2 separate regions of the Danio rerio genome follow, and region 2 is linked to region 1. Evidence: chromatin contacts called from public Micro-C data. All regions are on one chromosome and are shown on one strand. The core of a region is the stretch at or near the end of the contact, and the rest is flanking DNA. Distances in the headings are between cores, read along the strand shown.

The links. A called contact is a pair of places that touch in the nucleus more often than the background predicts.
Region 2: a contact with region 1 is called in a Micro-C map of caudal fin, with 11 times the contacts expected there. The contact joins two enhancer-like sites. A contact is called at or near these places in 2 of 18 Hi-C or Micro-C datasets (caudal fin and hematopoietic stem cells).

The regions. Positions count from the first base shown.
Region 1 is chr7:12,824,028-12,827,174 of GRCz12tu, reverse strand. It overlaps sh3gl3a (SH3-domain GRB2-like 3a), which reads left to right. Exons shown (of 9, transcript NM_001081691.2): 4 at 1,618-1,761; 5 at 2,256-2,389. Among named protein-coding and RNA genes, the nearest start is that of gjd6, 24 kb to the right of the region's middle. Within about 2 kb of position 1,849, at least 9 of the 62 cell types and tissues checked have an H3K27ac peak or open chromatin away from gene starts, as enhancers often do. A contact at or near this core is called in caudal fin, where this site is marked.
Region 2 is chr7:12,921,141-12,924,462 of GRCz12tu, reverse strand. saa (serum amyloid A) reads right to left here. Exons shown (of 4, transcript NM_001005599.2): 4 at 2,790-3,169. The coding sequence ends at 3,031. Among named protein-coding and RNA genes, the nearest start is that of saa, 7.1 kb to the right of the region's middle. Within about 2 kb of position 1,997, at least 4 of the 62 cell types and tissues checked have an H3K27ac peak or open chromatin away from gene starts, as enhancers often do. A contact at or near this core is called in caudal fin, where this site is marked.

The DNA of each region.
Region 1 (3,147 bases), core at 600-3,099:
AGTGAAGACGTGGGGTTCGCTCACTATTCTGCTGCCCAAGGCACCCGCCTAGGTTGCCTCCATGCACGCACCGTTGCTAAACACACGTTTTCCACAAAAGGAAATAAAAAAACTGCAACTGCGTTATTTGCGTAATTTTTTTCACGCGTTAAATATTTCAAATGAATCATGTGTGTTGACAAGCTAATTTTGAAAAGCCCTAGTATATATATATATATATATATATATATATATATATATATATATATATATATATATGTATAGAGAGAGAGAGAGAGAGAGAGAGAGAGAGAGAGAGAGATAAAGGTCTGAGGAACACCCTGAGCCGATACAGACTCAGCGGACACCAGCTGGCTATAGAGACGGGCCGGCACAGACAAACATGGCTCTCGGTGGAGGAGCGGCTGTGCCCACACTGCCCTCAGCAGCCGATTGAAACAGAACTGCACTTCCTTCGGAGTGCACAAAATACTCAGAGATATGGGAGAAGTTCTACCCGAAACTCACACACACACACACAAAAACTTTGAGTCCCTGTCAAACAATGAGAAACTGCCCATCCTACTGGGGGAGTGTGTGTGCTGCTGTGTGTTAGCAGCTCAGTTTGTGCACTCCGTTGTGCACTCCGCCACCGTCTGAGGAACCCACAATGATCCGCTCCACTGTCTCCAACACACAACACAGAAACTCTTTACTCGTGGACTTACTGTTTATATTATTGTCACCACTTTTAACCAGTTTCACAAATGACCATTAATCTATTTTTATTTTTATTAATATTTTTAGTTTTACTTATATATTGTTATTTTTATTAATCTATTTTTATTTGTTTACATTTCTTTTCTTTATTTCTATATTATATTTTATGTTCATATTTGTTTGCACTACTGCCCTTTTTGCACTGTCTTGTCTGTACGCAGCGACGCTGCACTGCTTTGGCAATACGAATGTACAGCTATTTGTCATGCCAATAAAGCACCTAAAATGTGAAAATGTGAAATGAGAGAGAGAGAGAGAGAGAGAGCAGAGAGAGAGAGAGAGAGAGAGAGTCTAAGTTTAATATAAAGTTTGTTAAACTTATCAATATAAAATGATCTCAAAACACTACCTGAGGTGTTCATATTAATGATTACGTGTGCAACATATCAGTCGATGTTTTGGCTGCGTCAGGTTAGATGAGGTAGAGTGTGACCTAAAATGCATGCAAATCTTGAGTCACGCAACAGTCTGCTTTGTGTTCTGATTGACATGGTTTTCACTGGGATTTTACTCTCGTGGAACCTGCATGAGAATGAGAAAACAATGGTGTCTGAGGCTCACGGTGTAGCCATTTCCATGTACTAAACTCTTATTATTCAACTAGAGGTATATTCAGATTTTCTTTATAGGGCATCTTTAAATATGGAGGGCTAATTTATCTTCTACTGCAAATTTAGATTTTTGTTTTTCTTGCTATTGATTTATTTTCTCATGCATTATTTTTATTTTATTGCAAATACACTGCCTCTCTTTCCTTCTCTACCACTGTCAGTGATATTAAAGTGCAGTGTTACGAATTAATGGTTTAATCTTGAGCATGAATCATGTGTGTATATAAATATCTATATTTCTGTACAGCATCAAGAGCCAAACTGGGCATGCTCAACACGGTGTCTAAAATCCGCGGGCAGGTGAAGACGACGGGTTATCCTCAGACTGAAGGGCTGTTAGGAGACTGTATGCTGCGGTATGGACGAGAGCTCGGGGAGGAGTCCGCTTTCGGTAGTGTCAAACACGCACACATGCTCAGACATGAGTTACAGAAACCCCGCTGCAGTATGCAGGAATGCTGGTCCATCTCTCCCCAGATCCTTCTCATAAGACTGGAAAGCTTGCTCATTGTGCATTGTGAAATGTGTTTCCTGTAAAAGGCCGTCCTTACAGCATTTGAACACCACTCTGACACCTTGTGGTGTTTTGTTGACATTAGATGCAGATGTGCATATTTTACATATTTTTATTATTATTTTCCATTGTTTATAAAACACAGAACACATTTTTTTTTCTGTTTAATATACATTTATCTGTTAAATAATCACGCTTTTTCTTTTTCCCTTGCACTCCATTTAACATGTGTTTATATTTATGTGTATAAGTGTTTGTTTGTGTGTGAAAAAGCCTCTAACCTGTTAATAAATATTGGTTAAATGCTTCATTATTTATAGCATTATATGGAGGTCCAGCTTTGCATCACTTGTTCTCCATCATGTTTTTAGGCACCGCGTTGGCAGACATTGGTGAAGCCATGAAACAGATGGCTGATATTAAAGACGCCCTCGATATCAGTGTGAAACAGAACTTCATCGACCCACTTCAGAATCTACAAGACAAAGACCTCAAAGAGATTGTGGTACGACACCGTTTCCTTATTCTGCATTTACACTCCAGTTTAAAGACAGAATTAATATAAGTTTTTGTGTTTAAAATCATTTACTTCAAGATAATGACTTCAGGTGTACCTGAAAAAACGGTGCTTAATTGCAGATGACGCCCCGTAATGGTGGCGGTTATGTTGACACAGGAAAAGTGCTTATTTTATTCTTCTTATTCCTACTGATTGAAAGCCTACTCAAGGCGTAACATTTTGGATGTTCTCTTTAAAGTGCTTAAGAAAGCAAAATTTTTTTTTTAGATGCTAGTATCAATGTGTTTTAAGCATATCGATAAGCTAATTTGCTTCAAAACAGTGACAAAATTAGCATTAAGAAGATAACAACATCCAAAGCTTGCAGTTTGTCGCTTCCACCTAAATGGATCAACAATTAAGTCGTCTGACTTATCAAACATTCTCTAGTATCTGACATGTTCCGCTCCATTTAAGATGCTATTGCTTTATGCACTTGAGCTCAATCACTCTTACTGGCAGAGCTGTGATAAAAGCTAAACGCTAGGGCTCTTTTCTGCATCGATATCCCAATGTGATCATTCGCAATAGTCACATCGCATGATATGCAATGTTGAATCTGTATTATAATTTATCATTTGCATGTTCTTTTGCAGGCCTGTGACCGTATAATGATTTTAAAAGCATTCAGGAATAATACATTTACTGTTTGTAAACTTTAATAATGAATAACTTTTATTTTTATTATTTAATTACCCTACCTG
Region 2 (3,322 bases), core at 748-3,247, 97 kb before region 1:
TTGTCATTCTTGTTCATGCTTGGTCATTACTAGCTTAGCATATCATCATCGAGTCAGATGTGACCATAAGCATTTAGTAAAAAAAAAAAATTTTTTTTCTATTTGAAGCTGAAGGTCTCTAGTAACAGTGTAAGACTGACAAGAAATAAAAGGTTTCTGCTTTCAATGTAACAATGGAATTGTGGTGGTGTTCTTGTCGAGAAAATCTCAAAAAAAAAAAAAAAAAAAAGCTAAGCTGGTCGAACAGCCTGGTTTTAGTGGGGTTTTGGTCATTTCCAACCTAGCTGGGAAGTGACCAGCTATGTCCAGTTTAAACCAGGCTGGTCAAATTGGTTTTAGCTGATCATCTTCAGCTAAACTAGAGATCACGCTGAGCCAAAACCCCTCTAAAATTACGCTGGTCGACCAACCAACAAGTAATGCTTGTTTAAGCTTTTACGGTTTTCCAGCAAGGATAGGTATTGATTTTGTAAACCAGGAAAACTTTTTTTTATCCAGACGAAAGACTGAATCTTTAATGATTTACTGAAAAACAAAAACTTTGACTGAGGATTAGTGAATTAAACAGCAAATATTCATTTTTGGTGAGCTATTCCTTTAATTTCAGCATCCTCTGTCAGTCAGCCAAGACTTCTAAAGCTTTAATAAAAGTATTGTTCGTTTAGTCATAACAAGAGTTTCACGGTTGTAATGATATACCATGAACACAGTTATTGTGATGTTTCCTGTGTTGCACGTCCATTTTAGTGTAGTTGGATGTTCTAGACCAACTTCAGTTTTTTAACTGGGTTCCAAGTGGATACAAGAAGACAGCTATACTGAAGATTTTATATTAGAAACTGGAGAAAATTGTCAAATTCTGCTTGTAGTGCATCCGAATCAATTGATTTATCAGCTTCTGAATCCCATTGGGAAACAATTATAAAACTGATGCTTCTAGGATGAACAATGTGTGTATTCAGGACGAAACTAGCTAAATGACTTGTAGACTAGATTGTGAATACTTCTAGTTTTGCTTTTATATTGACTTTTTTTCTGTTGGTTGTACTCCCAGATGTTAAAAACAGTGGGAATTCCAGATGCCTGCACCAGCACGTCCCCAACGCTTGCCAACCCATCATTCAATTGGATGCAATAGAAATATACATATATATTTTGATATTATACCAATATTATTTAACATGAGACGGCTTCACCCTGGAATTACAGGCTATACAGTAGCTATTCAACATTTTAGGTGGATCAAAATGGTTGTTCAAAATTGTCCTAAGACAAGAATGGGTGTTGTTCAGTAGTTTTAGGACAACTTTGATGAAAGGTTTTGATCTTTAAATGTTGTTGACTAATGTAATAACACGTCTAAGCCATAGCGACCCCTGCTGAAAATTCAATATAGCTAAACCCTCACAGAGTAACAGTTTTAATGGTTATAATGGGAATTGTATGGGTTTTAATGGAAACTGTAATGCTTCCTGTGGGTCTCAAATGGCAACTTGCTGTCTTCCATTGGTGGCCTGTTATAAGCGTTTAATCCTAATGGAGTAAATCCCCAAAACCCACATTAAAATGTGCTGTTTTTATTGGTTAACATTTGATGGTTTGCAATGCCTTTATGGTATTTGCTGTAGAATATATAAGAATGTCTTTGATGGTTTCTATACTGTCGGCCTATATATTTTAATAGAACAGGAGCATATGCACATTAAAAACACGTCAAATGCCACATGTGCTGGTGCATGACAGCATTAAACACACATAGGCCTGTAGGCAGGGGTGTCAAACTCAATTCCTGGAGGGCCGAAGCCCTGCACAGTTTAGTTCCAACCCTGCTCCAACACACTTACCTGTAGGTTTCAAACAAGCCTGAAGGACTCAATTAGTTTGATCAGGTGTGTTTAATTAGGGTTGGAACTAAACTGTGCTGAGCTGCGGCCCTTTTGGAACCGAGTTTGACACCTGTGATCTACGGATATCAATGTGGAGGACAGTTGCTTGTGTGACCGGAAGGAGGCGCTCCGGCATAAACAGTGAGTGAGTGAGTGAGTGACGTGAATGAAAACAGACGAAGTTTTACACAAATTTCGACATTTTTTGACAGACATTTTGATTATATTTTATTATCTCACAAGTTCTCATAATTACATAACACCACGTATTGAACTACAGCAAAACTACCCAGAGAGATGAGGTTAACGTTAGTCGTGAGGTGAGTCGTTTATTTCTATTATCACACAGATAAAGTTAGCGTTACATATAAAACCATGAAAGTAAACTGAGTAAGTTAATTTGAGTTAAACAATTGTTACTGTAAATTCAACATGGTTTTGTTATAATAACTATTATTTAATCATGTTATATTAGTAAAACTGTAACCAGTCCACACCTGGCAGCTACTAATTGCTGGCTAAGTTACTAATATTAACGTTATAGCCTAACTGTTATATCCATAGTTTTTATGACATACGCAAGAAAAGAGTTTCCTCTATAAAATACAATTGATAAAACGTTTTTTTTTTCTCTTCAATATAAAGTTTAATAAATTAAAGTAACGTTAACATAAAATATTACATTTTGATTTTGTAAATTTCCTTAATGGCAGCATTCAAGAAAAAATACTAGACTAAGGTTGTATTCTTTAATAATAAGACTTTTAAAAGACATTATATGGAACACATTATATCACCTCAACTTCAATATTAAAAATCAAACAAATATGTGAAAGATGTATTATTTGCATAAAGAATTAAAGAAAAAAACATTAAGACATAAGAAAAGCAGAAACACGTGACTTATGTTGTTTTCTTTATTAAGACTTAAAAACATTAAATTCACCAAATAACAACACTTTAACTTCAATATAACATATTAAGAATAAAACAAATATGTCAAAGAAAGGTGTACAGTAATATTTGCATACATGGAGATTTGAAGAAAATAACCATCAATATATAAAGTGAGTGAAATGGCTTAATATTTGTCATGCAAACTACTGCTTTAGTTGATGATTTAAGTCTTCTGGGGGTCATCTTCTCAGTACTTTATGGGCAGGCCTTTAGGTCTGTATTTGTTGGGGTCTCCGCCGTTTCGGCCCCAGAGATTGGCCTCCTGATCGGCTGCAGCATCTGAATTGCCTCTGCGAATGAGACCTTGCAGAGCCTCCCGTCCATCACTGAACACATCACAACAAGGTTTGACAATGATTTCCTACAATATTGTGCAACGATTCATCAAATATATTTAAAACGGCTTAATAAAGGGCGACACGGTGGTGCAGTAGGTAGTGCTGTCGCCTCACAGCAAGAAGGTCGCTGGTTTGAGCCTC